2 separate regions of the Mus musculus genome follow, and region 1 is linked to region 2. A link is a contact called in public Hi-C data. All regions are on one chromosome and are shown on one strand. Each heading gives the region's core, a stretch centred on a gene start, on an enhancer-like site or on the middle of the called end of the contact. The rest is flanking DNA. Distances are from core to core; before and after follow the strand shown. Region 1 has its middle 12 kb from the start of Gm33273. Region 2 holds the start of Tpd52 (tumor protein D52).

The links. A called contact is a pair of places that touch in the nucleus more often than the background predicts.
Region 1: a contact with region 2 is called in a Hi-C map of pre-B cells, with 5 times the contacts expected there. The contact joins the enhancer-like site here to the promoter of Tpd52 in region 2. A contact is called at or near these places in 1 of 484 Hi-C or Micro-C datasets (pre-B cells) and 1 of 115 datasets of contacts at active chromatin or transcription factors (T-cell acute lymphoblastic leukemia).

Annotation. Positions count from the first base shown.
Region 1 is chr3:9,893,962-9,901,567 of GRCm38.p6, reverse strand. It overlaps the pseudogene Gm6236. Among named protein-coding and RNA genes, the nearest start is that of Gm33273, 12 kb to the right of the region's middle. Within about 2 kb of position 5,642, at least 36 of the 459 cell types and tissues checked have an H3K27ac peak or open chromatin away from gene starts, as enhancers often do. A contact at or near this core is called in pre-B cells, where this site is marked.
Region 2 is chr3:8,959,331-8,966,824 of GRCm38.p6, reverse strand. Tpd52 (tumor protein D52) reads left to right here and starts at 2,679. Exons shown (of 6, transcript NM_001025262.2): 1 at 2,679-2,978. The coding sequence starts at 2,843.

The sequences.
Region 1 (7,606 bases), core at 4,393-6,892, 930 kb before region 2:
GATCTCCTTTTGTTGCCTAATTGTTCTGGCTAGAACTTTGAGTACTATATTGAATAGATAGGAGGAGAGTGGACAGCCTTGTCTTGTCCCTGATTTTTTAGTAGGATTGCTTCGAATTTCTCTTTATTTAGTTTGATGTTGGTTATTGGTTTGCTGTATGTTGTTTTTATTATGTTTAGGTATGGGCTTTGAATTCCTGATCTCTCTGATACTTTTACCATGAAGGGGTGTTGCATTTTGTCAAAGGCTTTTTCAGCATTTAATGAGATGATTATGTGGCTTTTTTCCCCCTTTGAGTTTGTTTATATAGTGGATTACATGGATGGATTTCAGTATATTAAACCATCCCTGCATCACTGGGATGACGTCTACTCGATCATGGTGAATGATTGCTTTTATGTTTTATAAAACCACATTGGAATTCAATCTGGCAGTAACTCAGAAAATTGAAAATAGTTCTACCTGACGACCCAGCTATACCATACTGGCATATACCCAAAAGACACTCCAATATATAACAAGGACACCTACTCCAATATGTTTATAGCACCCTTATTTATAATAGCCAGAAGCTGGAAGGAAGCCAGATGTCCCTCAACAGAAGAATGGATACAGAAAATGTGGTACATTTACACAACGGAGGACTACTCAGCCATTAAAAACAATGACTTCATGAAATTAACAAGCAAATAGATGGAACTAGAAAATATCATCCTGAGTGAGGTAGCCCAGACACAAAAGAACACACATAGTATGCACTCAGTGATAAGTGGATTTTAGCCCAAAAGCTCAGAATACCCAAGATACAACCCACAAACCATATGCAGCTTAAGAAGAAGGAAGACCAAAGTGTAAATGCCTCAGTCCTTCATAGAATGGGGAACAAAATAATCACAGGAGCTTGAGGGAGTGAGGGACCAGAGACAGAGAAAGGAGGGGAAGGGAAAAGGGGGGCAGGAGCAGGTCCTGGAAGGGACAGGAGAGAAGTATAGAGGATCAGGAGAGTGAATAGAAATATGTAGCAGAGGGGGATGGAGAACTGGGGTACCCACTAGAAAGTTCCAGACTCCAGGGAAACAAGAGGCTTCCAGATATGACTTTAGCTGAAGTACCCAATAAAGGGAGATACAACCTCTAGAGACCACCTCCAGTAGATAGACACGGCCCCCAGTAGAAACATGGGGCCACCCAGGCATCTCAAAAATTTTAACCCAGAAATGTTCCTGTCCAAAGGAAAGAAAGAGACAAAACATGGAACATAGATTGAATGAAAGGCCATCCAGAGACGGCCGCAACTAGGGATTCATCCCATCTGCACGCACCAAACCGCCACACTATTGCTGATGCCAAAAAGCACTTGCTGATAGGAGCCTGATATAGCTGTTCCCTGAAAGGTTCTACCAGGGCCTGACCAATACATACAGATGCAAAGAGTCACAGCCAACCATTGGACTGAGCCCAGGGAGCCCAATGGGAGAGCTAGGGGAAGGACTGAAGGAGCTGAAGGGGATTGCAACCCCAAAAGAAGAACAAGATCAACTAATTGGACTACCCAGAGTTCCCAGGGACTAAACCACTAACCAAAGAGTACACATGGAAGAAGCCATGGCTCCAGCTGCATATGTAGCAGAGGATAGCCTTATCTGACATCAATGGGAGGGGAGGCCCTTGGTCCTGTAGAACTTGATGCTCCAGAATTGGGGGATGCTAGAGGGGTGAGGTAGGAGTGTGTGAATGGGTGGAGGAGCATCCTCATAGAGTCAAAGGGGAGGGGGGAGAGGGGAATTGGGATAGGAAGGTTGGTGGAGTGGTAACCAGGAAGGAAGGTATCATTTGAAGTGTAAATGAATAAAATGATTAATTTAAAACAATGCTTTCTGATTTGAGAAGTCTCCACCATGAATGATAAATTTCTTAATAATTCCATGGAAAGGGCATCCTTTAAAATGGAAAGGTTTCCCAGTTGTGCATCTAGTGCCTTTTCTTCCTGTACACTATACATGAAATTTTTCTGCAGTTTTGAGAACAATATCTGCAAACAATTCTAAAACAATTTGACCAACTCGCTCCTGGCCAATGTCCACATCAAAGAAGACCATCAGGTTCTTGTGTTTGAAGGGCTTGGCTGCTGGGGATGGGGAAACATCTTCTCGCAGGCGCTGGGACACAGGGTGGGGGAATCCCGTGTGTGGGGGAGAGGAGCTTGGCAGGGTTCCTATGTGTCAGGTCATCTGCTTTACTGTAGACCCGTTTCTGGATTTTCTGCTTAATCCTACTGAGCCATCCTTCTATAAATAGCATTCCCACTTCTATAGATAGTATTTTTTGTTATTGGAAATTTCAAGTTGGTTGAAATAGAAAAGCAAGTGCTCCCATGAGCCTTCACAGTGAGCCTTCACGGTGCTCCCATGAGTCTTCACAGTACTCCCATGAGCCTTCACGGTGTTTCCATGAGCCTTCAGAGTGTTCCAATGAGCCTTCACAGTTTTTCTTGACTATTCTTATTCTTTGCTTTTTCCACTTGAACTTTAACATTGGCATATGATGTTAAGTCACATTTTAATTTTTTCCTCATACATAAACTGATATCACTATCTTTTGCATTTCTCAGAAGCAGTTAATATATATTTTTTATCTATTTCCCTTTTTTATCATCTAGGTCAAGCTGGCTTCTTTAGGGTCTTACCCACAAGATCACTCAGTTCTCTTATTTTGCCTGATTTATAGTTTTGTCATTCAACCAGACCTGCGTTGATATGAAATTTAAACTTTGATAAACACAGTGTGTTTTGAGGTCAAGAGCTGCAGTGATCCTTCACATCGATAAATGATCCTGACTGAACTTAGACCACGAGCCTAGACCACATCTTCAAAAAAAATAGTATTCTATCCTGAATTTAGGCATATGAGGCAGTGGTATGATTATAGTATGAAAATTTTAAGCTTATCCCCAACTAGTTTACAAGTAAATGAGACTCAGACTATGTTTATTTTATTTGGCTTTTACAATTACTGGGGGTCACCCTTAATCTACTCTTCTAACTGCAGGCCTGGCTACCTCCCCAGTGGTGTACTCCAGACACTAGCTGTTTCTCCTGGCCATGTGCTCATGGTTCCTCTCCCCTCATGGTAGATTCCTCCTACTCCTCCTTTTTCCTCTTTTCTCCCAGTCTTTCCCCCTCCAACCAGGTCACTCCTAACCCATCTACCTCTAATCCCTCCAGTAATTGGCTGTAGCCAATTTTATTTAACCAATAATTAAAAATCAAGGAACAAGGTTTGCACAACAAAAGCTTGCAAACCTGAGAAGTCACTCCTGGGCTTAGACCTTCTGGGTATAGAATTTAGCATTACACAGCAATAGACCAACACCTCAACTTATAATCGCTGTTCATATTTGCTTTCTTCAACATTAAAAACAAATTCAGAGGGGCTTTTTATTGTCAAGCTATACTAAGTCACCTTGGGTGAATATCTGCAAACTCTTAAATTATTCTGATGTATGTCTTTCCTCAATGAAACATCTAGCTGAAACCCACTTGTGCTTCATGTGGTAACAAGCACTTCAAACTACCATGGCTCAAACTAAGACAGACAGGGAATTGATGCTAGCATGCGTACATAGATACATCACAATAGCAAGAAAGCAAACAAATAGACAGACAGAAAGAATGGACGTTTAGTACAGGATGAGAAAAACCAATAGCTGACAGACTAGATAGAAACTTTATGTACAACATAAAGTCATGAGGACACATTCCTAACACAAAGGAAGAGCTATGAGGAAATGTGAGGTGAGCAGCTACTAAGATGAGAACTGTGGGTTTCAGCTAGATGTTTCATTGCAGGAAAGAAGACAGACCTCAGAATAATTTAAGAGCTTTCAATAAAAGGTTTTCCCTTTTATTGAAAATAAATTTTTTTCTCATACAATATACCCTGATTATAATATCCCCTCCCTCCTCTCCTCCCAGTTCCTTTCCACTTCTTCTCCCTTCTGGATCCACTCCCCTTTTTGTCTTTCATTAGGAAGAGACAGACTTCTAAGAGATAACAACAAAACGTAACAAAATGAAATGTAAGATAAATTTAAACATCCCATTGAAATTGAACAAGGAAAAGCCAACATCAGGAACAAGAGAAGGAACAAAAATCAGAGACGCCCTTGTGCACACACTCAGGAGTCCCATACAACTACTAAACTGAAAGCTATAATATATACACAGGAGACCCAGTTCAGACCCGCGGTGCAGAACCGCGTAGGCCCCGCACTGGCTGCTTCAGTTTCTGTGAGCTCATGTTTGCTTTGCTCAGTTGATTTAGAGAGCCTTGTTCTCCTGATCACCGTCGTTTCTGCTTCCTCTTCTGTGGAGTTCCCTGAGTCCTGAGGGAGGGATTTGATAGGGACATCCTATTTAAGGCTGAGTCTTCCAAGGCCTCACTCTCTGCATAACGCATGGCTGTGGTCTCTGTATTTGTTCCCATCTGCTGCAGAAGGAAGCTACTCTGACAAACATATCTGACAATGACACAGTTATGAGTTATTTTAACACTCTTTTAAAGACCAGTAGTGTTTTGTAAGCAGTGGATTCCAACCAGGCTGCAAGGCATCCTCTCAGCAGTGCTGACACTCGCCTCTGTCTTCTCCCCTCCCCTGCCCACTCTCCTAGCCTCTAGTGGACACCATCCTGCTCCGTTCTATAATAGAAAGTCTTTAAGGCTTGAAAAGTCCATGTGGACAAACTCAGAAGAGACTATGAGGAAGCAAACATGACCTCAGATTGTGGTCAGGTTGAGAAGATAACATGTTAATTGGTTTAACAAAAATAATTGAATTCTACTATGAAGGCATGCATTTAAGACAATAGGCAAGCACTTCTCAAAGCCTTCTACCCAAGACTAAGACTTGCTTCTCTCCAGAATGCCATCTACCGCTCAAGTGATGGGGAGATGACTTAGCCAGAAAAATACTTGCAGTGCAGGGTGAAGATCTGAGTTCCCCAACACTCACTCACCCCCACTCCTGAGTGAGGGAGTGTACGACTATAGTCACAGTGCTAGAGAGGCGAAGGAAGACAGCAGGCTCCCAGCTCTAAGAACAGCTGACCTAGGCAAACAACCAGCTGCTGTCTCAGTATGGGATCCCTGTCTCAGAAAGCCATGAAGAGAGCAACCTTCAGCACACACACGTGTGTATTCCCACTCACATGTACACACAGGCACGCCCACATGAAGATACAAACAACACATATAACACACACACACATACAATGTCAATTTTAAAAGAGAATTCTCTAACATTCTGCTATTTTCATGCTTAAGAAAATGTTATTATCGCCTATCTATTGAGTCTTCACGGCAAAAGCCAGCCCTTGTCTGTGATTAGTCACCCTCTTCATGTGTGCCTTCCCTTTTCAAAATAAGAGAATTTTCCAAAGTTGTACTTAAACTCCATAATCCATGAATTCTCTATTGCACTTAGGTTGAAAGTGTATAGAATCAGAGGGCAAGGCTGTATGATGTCTGCCACTTTCTGGACAGTGGCACAAAGGAAATGTCTGAGACGATTTCCGCCCAAAAGGCGGAAACTTCTCTGGTGGAGGGCGTACAGGAGACAGCCACCAGTGCATGCCCACACGCTGTGGCCTCAGAGTGCAATGGCAGATCTGAGAAGAGGAAATGCATAAACCCAATCCTCGATGCCCCCCAGAGGGCCGGTGAAGAACTTTGGACCCCACTTCCCCAGAGACTCTTAGCTGCTCTCCTGTGTTCTGTACAATTTATCCATTTTGAAAACTGCGCTAAACAACAAGCAATAATCACACCTACTCGGTGTTCTTTTCTGCCTTTGATTCAGTTTTCTCTCTCACTCTCTGTACCAGATTACCCAATAGAGCTAATCTGCTCTACTTAAAACAAAATACTATCCAGTACAACAGCTTGTATCCTCTACCATACCCTACAAGGCTACTCCTACTATCTGTCCCAAACAGTTCAACTAACCACACGCTAAATATTCAAATATGGAGGGCATTCTTATCCAACTGCCACAGGAGGTGGCTGGAGTTAGACGAGGTTAAACAAGTGGGGTTCTAGCACTTTACATTCATCTACTTCTTTTTCCTTATAGAAAGACAGCTAGGACATTCTCCCCACCTCTCTCTTTCTCCACTGTATATTTGCACCACAGAGAAGCCACCTGAACACGAAGTGATATGGTGGCTGCCCATAAACTAAAGAATGGGCCATCTGCATGGAACTCCCCTAGTTGTACAAGCTCCGTGAGTCTGTACAAGCCACGCAGCCCGTGGTAAAACGGCAGCCCCAGCAGACATCTCTCACCGACCTCTTTGCCTTGCTCTCTCTGTTCTCAGGATAATGGTGAGAAAGGTGCTGTTAAAAATGTAAATTACACGATATCATTTCCTCCTCTAAAATCCTAAGAACTTCATATCTTCCAAGAATTAAAATAAGGACCTTAAATGGTCCATATGCCTTGGACCCTGTGACATTGAAATCATCTTTGATACCTTTTACCGCCCTTTCCCACCACAGTGGCTCACTCTTCCTATTCTGTTCTCAAGATGTTTGGACACTCTGGCCCATTACTGGAATCCGCTTCCCTTCCCACCCTTGACCCGTGAAGATCTGTGCTCAGATGTCCACCGCGGCCCCAGCTAGCGCCAATGCCCTGTCCTCTACATACCACTTCCTGGCTCTTTCCTTTGGTTCGCCTTTCTCCTTGGTCACAACTAAGCTTTAAAACTCCTCACGTTAAATTTTTCCCTCAATTGAGAGCGCTTCGTTAGGCTAAAATTTGAATTCCATAAATTCCAATCGATCATTTCTAAAGGGACTTACATGACATGAAAGTTTGTTCCTTATTTATCTTGTCCTTTCTGTGCCACAACAACACCTGCTGCATGAGGACCAGAGTTCCTTTCCTGTGCTGTCTACGGCTGCTTCCCCTTCATTGCCCCCCCCCCAAATCCTTCACATGCTTCCTATTCATTCCGCATAAAGCGGTAACAACATGTGTGTAGTACCAGGAAGCATTCATGAACCCCACAAGACCAGTGAGCAGGCAATCCTACGCAATTCACAAGCTCGAGCTCGGGCTTAACTCACCGCTGACCTACAGGATGGTTTCAGTGGAGGAAAGCCCGAACTCTCATCCGGACAAGGTTTTATAGGAAATGACAAATGAGAGGTGAGTGTTTCTAGCCTGGCAAGCATCTAACTGGGGGACTACTGTGGCCTTTAGCATAATTGGCTGGTGCTGGGAGTCAAACCACAAACTTAACTTCTGTTTTCCTCCTAATTGGTGGTTGTTAGGCAGGGGCCGGCTTGCACCCTGGAGGTGCAGATTTGTTGGGCAGTAACCTGAAAACTGGTGTTAGACACAGGTCTTGTTGGGGGTAGCCTGGAAACTGGTGCTAGGTACAGGCCTGTTAGTTAACTTGAGTTCAACCTTAGGCAGGTTGTCTAAGATGGAGTCTGAACCCAAAGAAGTTGGTCTCTCAGTGTATGCTGAGGAGTCCGTATTACATTTGAAGACCAACCATCCTTGTCTTGTCTTTTATTTTATTTTATTTTATTTTATTTT
Region 2 (7,494 bases), core at 1,430-3,929:
GTGATATCCCCAGCTGTGTCAAGTTGACACACAGCCAGCCAGTACAGTAGCCATTCAGGGAATGGAAAGGCCTGCTGTGGCCCCGAGGCTCCCCTGATGCTTGCTTGGCTGGGCCCAGGGCTTTCTGAGCATCCTTTCCGGTTGTCTGTGTGCACCACTGCACTGTGCACACGGCACAGAGTGGCCTGTACAGCAGTCCTGTCTGTCATTTCCATCCGGCTGTCAGGACTACACACCTGGCAGGCAGGTGCTTTCTGCTCAGCCTCACGTCTTCTAATGTTTGATGCTCTCTTTGTCTACTTCAGCATCCTTGAGTTTGTTCCTTATAAAAGCACACAGTACATGTAAAGGCTTATTATCATTCTGGCTCTTTTATTGGTCGAGTCCCAAGCTACATTCCTAGTCTTTTATTTTTATTTTCAGCCCCACTCTCTGTTATCCAGACCACAAACCCACCATTCCAGGAACCCACCCTTGCCCTTTCTGGGGCTGCTTGACTGTGTTCGCCATTCTCAGGGCTGGAATGTCTGATCTGGGTCTGCCCGAAGATAGGGAGGGGAGCTGTTCTCCAGAGCTGGGACTCGTGGCGCTGACCTAAAAGGGGCTTTAGCAGGTCAGACTTTAAGACAGTTACTTAGATTCTTAGCCCTCATATTTAAAAATAAGGCTGTTTTTATTCTCCACTGATTATAAGTCCCATATTCAGATAAGGCCGGCAGAAATGTAGCCATGAGGTCTGGCTGGCAGAGAGTTCTTCACAGGTGAGTGCCGTGGGTGGGGGAGAGATGGGAGATGGGAACTAGAAAGACTTCTGAGAAGAGGTGATGGTCTTGAAGGATGGTGCATGGCCTCAGCTAGAGAAAATACAGTACAGCAGGTTGGGTACAGGATGCAGGGTGGATGTCACCAGAGGCTGTAGTGTGTCTGTGGCAGAGCTAGGTGACCTTTCCATAGGAAGGAGGCTAGAACAGCAGTGGACAGACCTTCCCACTAACTCTGACTGGGCCCTGTCAGAGGGAATGACGTAGTGGACTGTAGAAAACCTGACGTTTGAAAGAAAACAGAATTATTGTCCTTTCTGTGCAGGGCTTCACTACATAGCCCAAGCTGTAGTAGTCCTCCTGCCTCAGCCTCTTTGGGTCTGGGATTTCAAGGATGAGCCATTGCACCTCTTTGTGACAATTCATGGTTTCAATTAAACAGCAAGCATTCGTAACTGCCAAAATCTTGTTGTCTTTAAGGAGGAAACTATAAATATTTTTGTTAAAAATAAATTCTCAAAAAGTTTAAATTAGACAAAGGCATTCCCTAGAGTACACACGACTACCTAAAAAGAACAGAAACGAGAATCAGTCATAAATTGAGATGAATATGGATCATCTTAGAGATTTTGAAGACTAGTCATACACTGGAATTTCTGCTCATCATTAAAATGGTTTGCTTTTGGGGGCTGGAGAGATGGCCCTGGGTTAAGATTGTTTACTGCTCTTACAGAGGACCCAGGTTCAGTTCCCTGACTTCATATAGTGCGTCATAACTGCGTGTTGGTCCTAGGGGATTCTGTCAACCTGTTCTGACTCCTACTGACATGAACTCGAGCCCACACAAACAACACAATAGAAAGCTCAGGCCTTACATTTCAGAGACTATAAATAGATTCCAGAGATTATGTATTGTTTTTGTGTTTTTGAGATGGGGTCTCTCATTGAAGTCCCAGCTAGCTTCATGGCAATCCCCCTGTCTCAGGTTTCTGAGTAATGTGATTATGGCATGAGCCACCATGCCTGGCTTGACCTATTTCCTCCTTTTAACTTAGTTCCACCAAGGGCCTGCAAGCGCTGTTGGGTCACAGCAATAGCCATGGAGAGAGCATGAGCAGGGTCTCTGGAGGCCTGGGATGGAGGAAGTGGACTTGGTGATTGTAAAGTTTTACCAGCCAGCTCCCTTTCTGCCTGGAGGGTGTGCCAAAGAAACAAGTTCTTTGTAGAGCCCTGAGGGCATGCCTGACTTTGCTTAAACAAAGGAGCTGAAACACCCCCTGCCCCCAGCTGTGGGAGTTTCAGCCCCCCCACCCCCCACCCCGGAAGCGGTGGGAGCTGCCTGCACCTTCCAGCTACTTCCTATGAAAACCTCATTCTTCCAAAGAGTCAGTTTAAAATTGTTTGACAGTTATTCAGATTCTGCTTTAGAAAAAAAAAAAAGGATGATGGGTCTAGCTTTATTTTTGTATTAGGTTCTGCTTAAAAGGCTGCTTGCTAAACACGGGATGCCAAGCTCTCAGAATCCTGTATAATATAGGGTGCAAGAAAAGTATCACCCAGATGGCATTTTCGGGGAGATTACTGACAGATAATCCTCTCTTGTCCTAGAAGATTAAGTCTGCCCCGCCGACGATGTGGTCAGATGACCGGTCTAAAAAAGTTGTATTTTAAACAATATTCCTGCTAGTGTCTAGTGTTTGTACAACTGAATGGGGCTCCAGAGTGGGGGGCCTCCTTTGTGTACAGAGGGAAGGCCACTCCCTCTGCCCCGGTTATTCTTTGTTCAGTGAATTAGCGACAGGTGGTGACTAGGGCCCTCCTAAGGGAGGAGTCACTACAGACCTGCTCGTGGGAGCCGGAGCCACGCCGGGGCCGGAGCTGGGCGGGGCTTTAAGCCCGGTTCCTCTGGGCCGGAGCTGGGCGGGGCTTTAAGCCCGGTTCCTCTGGGCCGGAGCTGGGCGGGGCTTTAAGCCCGGTTCCTCTTCTCACCTGGGCTGCACAGGTCAGCCGGATCTCCCTCAGCCCGGGGCTCCCAGGCTGCCGCAGCGCCATGCTCGCCTTGCTCGCTGCCTTCAGCTAGCATGGAGTGCAGAGATATGGAGTTGGCTGATGATTACCAATCCCCCTTTGATTTTGATTCTGGAGTGAACAAGAACTACCTCTACCTCTCTCCAAGCGGGAACACCTCGCCGCCTGGTTCACCTACACAGAACGTTGGTAACTATTTGTGTAGTGAGTTCCCTCTGCTGTGTTCTTCAACATGGGAAGTTATTTTTGGTTGTTAACTGTTTAGAGTGGGACAATGAATTTTAAAGTTGGCACCGTCTGTTTCTATGCTCCTTAGAGGTCTGTGGATGTGCGGTGATGGTGAATGACACGGAGGGTCTTGGGGTCAAATAGTGGGTACAGTTTTAAAATCTGCCTAGGCAGTGTCTTAGTAAAGGATGCTTAGGCATTCAAAACCGTTCACCACACTCAAGGGCCTGGTGAGTGTGCTACAATAACACCACAAGTATCAAGGTGAAGATAGGCTTGGGTTTTCCCTTGGGAGACCAAAAGCCATGTAGACAAATAGCTATGTACACCTCACAGTTTCCAAAAGGGAAAATGAAAAACCACCACACCTTTGGAAGCAGCTGTTTCTTCCCATGTGGGACACGGATTTGTTCACAAGGCGGAAACCAGGCTGTGACAGTCTGAATTGATCCCCACATAGGGTCCAGCAGAAGTGGGGACAGCCTCCTTCCCAGCTTGCAGGAAGGATCCTATTGCTTGCCAAGAAGAGGAGATGGCTTAATGAACTCCTCTGTCAGAGTCAAGGAAGCAACTTGGCTTTCCCAGAAGAAGTTAATTATTTCCTTACTGTGGAGAATTGGTTACGTTTTGTTCTTTTTAAACAGTAGAGCTTGGGAAACCTAGAAGACAGTGAAGGACAGACTGTGGCACCTCTGATCCAAGCTGCTGGGGGTTTGGACGTTTGCAGGGCACAGGTGTGTGCTAACACAGCATGCTTCAGTGCTTGGTTATAGCAGCCACCTTTGAGGTATAGTCTGGATTTTCAGAAACCCACATATGTTGATAGTTTCAGGCTAACACTGCCCTCTAGAAGTTGGAAGCTGTTAGTAATGTCTGTGGGAGACAGGGCATGGGAAAAGCATTTTTCTTCTCATTTTCACACTTCCCTTGCCTGTGACCCATGTGGGATCTCTGGGCTTCCCCGTTACCCAGCACTTAAGAGGGGGGATGACCTAGTTCTAACTTGTGGGCTTGTGAATCAGAGCAGGGCTCACAGTGGGGACGGTGGGGCTGTCATTAAGGCTTGAGAGTGGGCGGAGTGGCAGGGTCCCCAGCAGGGACTGGGGAAGATGCCCTGCATCCTTTAGTTCTTGCCGGCTGCGTTATTAGTGTGGCCACTTCTCAGTGCTCTCTGTTAGAACAGCAGCCAGCATGGCTGAGCGTGCTTTTGGGTGGTGGGGTTAATGAAGTCTGTAATTGAAAAGAGGGACCTGGAACCTGCTACTTAAAAGTTAATCTGGATTTTGGCCAATGTGTACCTCTTCCCTCCCTTTCATCGTCCTCTCTCCTCCCTCCCTCCCTCTCCCTTCCCCCCTCCTCCTCTCTCTCTCCCTCAATCTCTCTCTCTCCTACCCTCCCTCCCTTTCTCCCACCCTCCCTCCCTCCCTCCCTCCCTCTCTCTCTCTCTCCCTCCCTCCCTCTCCCTCCTTCTCTCTCTCTCTCCCTCCCTTCCTCTCTCCCTCCCTTCCTTTCTCCCTCCCTCCGGTTTTTCAAGACAGTATTTCTCTGTGTAGCCTTGGATGTCCTGGAACTCACTCTGTAGATCAGGCTGGCCATGAATTCAGAGATCCCACTGTCTCTGCCTCCCAAGTGCTGGGATTAAAGACATGCATCCCTACCACCTGGCCATTGTATTTTCTGAATAAGCAGGTAGCTTGTGCAGGCAAAGGGGACTGATGCAAAAAGGTATCCTACTCACAAATGCCAGGAACACTTATCTAAACAAGAAGTATCCTTTGAATTGTATCCAAATGCTGTCTCTGGGCAAAGGTGAAAGCTTGGTGTGCAGATGTCCTGAAGCAGTGTGAGCGGTGGCTGGGCGGACTGGGAGCTGAAACACCGTGCAGTTTGCCTGTCTACCCTTTGGTATTTCCTAGTGTGCTCCTGCTAAGTGGCTTTCACAGTCTAGTTTGAAAACGTGGATGTGTGATCTGTGTTGGTATCTGGAATACAAACCTATGAAACTCATGTGCCTTGGCGTTTGATGCAGGAGAATCATGAGGCCCAGTACTTGGGGTGCTGACTCAGTAGACTAGTTTTGAGGTTAGCCTTGTCTACAATAGTTAGACTGTTGTTGTTGTGGTTGTCGTCGTCGTCATCGTCATCACAACAATAATAAATACAAACAAAGCAAAGCAAATGTTTGTTGAACAAACAGCTGAGTGGAATTGTCCCAGGAGGACCCGTCCTGGTTTTTTACAGATGTGAGAGTATTGATGCAGGAAAGGTTTGGTGTGCCCTCATCTGTTAGCCTAGCTGGCGCTAACACTAAGCTTTCAGTTCCCAAACCAGGGCTTTGCTTTGTACTGTGCTGAGGATCTACAGAGCCTAGAGCATGCTACCTACTTGCTCCATCACAAAAGCTGGCGACAGCTCTTGCAGAACAGGCTGATCAGCCAAGCACATCTTTTCTGGTCAGGGATTTTACTGTTGGTTTGTTTTTATGTACCACTGGGACATGTCTGCTGGATCATTCTTTGCCTGTCAACACCACCTGCATTAAGTTGGTGACCTTCACCGTCCTTTCCATTCTACGAGAGCTTGTGGGGTTACTCTCCTAGCTACTGTTTGTGTGGAATCTCTTCCCCTTAAGAATTTCCAGGAAGACTAAGGAAGTTACAGGCCCTTAACACCCTTGGTTCTGCTCTGACTTGGAAATGATGTGCAGTGCAGATGATCCAAGCTGGGGCTGTAGCTCCGTGGTGAGGTCTTGCCTAGCAGGCGTAAGGGCCTAGGTTCAATCCCCAGAACCGGCAGGAAAACAAAGATAATCTTGTATTTAATGCTGTCAAATCTGGAACTCTGAAGAGAGTGACAAGTCCAGCTGCAGCTCCCCAGCTCAGAGCTCATGTCTTACTCTGCATTACTCTTTGATTTCTTGTGAGTCAACCTTTCCCTTTCAGGGAATTCAGTGCTTGCTGACTCTTACAGGGTTTTTTATGATTGTGAGATCTTTTTTTTAATATTTTATTTTATTTTTTAATATTTATTTATTTATTTTATGTATGTGAGTACACTGTAGCTGTACAGATGATTGTGAGCCTTCATGTGGTTGTTGGGAATTGAATTTTGTCAGCACTGCTTGCTCTGGTCAACTCCACTAGCTCAGTCCCTGCTTGCTCCAGCCCATTTATCTATTTATTATTATACAAGTACACTGTAGTTGTCTTCAGACACATCAGAAGAGGGCGTCAGATCTCATTACGTGTGGTTGTGAGCCACCTTGTGGTTGCTGGGATTTGAACTCATGACCTTCAGAAGAGCAGTCAGTGCTCTTACCCACTGAGCTATCTCACGAGTCAGATTGCAAGATCTTTTTTTTTTTTTTTTTTTAAATTTATTTATTTATTATATGTAAATACACTGTAGCTGTCTTCAGACACACCAGAAGAGGGAGTCAGATCTTGTTACGGATGGTTGTGAGCCACCATGTGGTTGCTGGGATTTGAACTCTGGACCTTCGGAAGAACAGTCGGGTGCTCTTACCCACTGAGCCATCTCACCAGCCCAGATTGCAAGATCTTAAAGAACAACTTATCTGTCATTTACAAATGAAAACTAGAGTAGGCTTGTAGAGAGCTCTATCCGTGGAGAGGGAATTTAATGGTAGAGGAGACGTCTCTCCAGACACCGTAAGTGTCTCCCTGGCCTGACAGCCTGTGTGTCTTCAATAGATGGTCTCAGGTATCAGTTTTGTCTGTGGTGTTTGGAGGGAGGAAGAGGAGATGCTCTGAAGTAACTGGAGACTTAAAGATGGCTCACCCCCCTTGGAAGATTAAAGATTTAATGAGGCAGGTTTCTAGGAAGAGGGCAGTGAGCTGTTTGGAACAGTGAATGTGTTTTGCCAGTGTGTGTGTGTGTGTGTGTGTGTGTGTGTCTGTGTCTGTGTCTGTGTCTGTCTGTCTGTCTGTCTGTCTGTCTTCTCCCTGAGTGAGGTACTGACGGATGCTACGAATCCACACCCCTCATCTTCTCTTGTTACCATGTCCCTTCCTGCTTTGTCTCCTTTCTTCCTCAGTGACCCCAATGTCACTCAGTTCTGCTCTATCCTGGATCTTCTGCCAAATGAAATGGGTCATTTCCTTAGCTTCCGTTGTTCCTGGCCACCTCGAACAGGTTCCGAGTTCATTTTGCCCCAAGGTTTTCTTCTTTTCAGTGAGCTGATCACGGGGGCACGGCAGCCTTTGACAGCTCTCCACAGCCACTGCTTCTGGTCCCACAGTGCCACACTCCCATTTAGGAACACTGTGTATTCTCCCACACAGTGTCTCTGTTGAACCTTGTTTAAATGGGGCCTCTGTAAAATTACCTGGGATTGTCTATGCTACTGAAGTCCAGTTTCCAGATTTCAAACTGTCTGAAGGTGGTGTGCTACTGCTGTTCAGTGATGACCTAGCCTTGTAGCTGTACCTCAAGACGAGGCACAGAAAACTGCAGT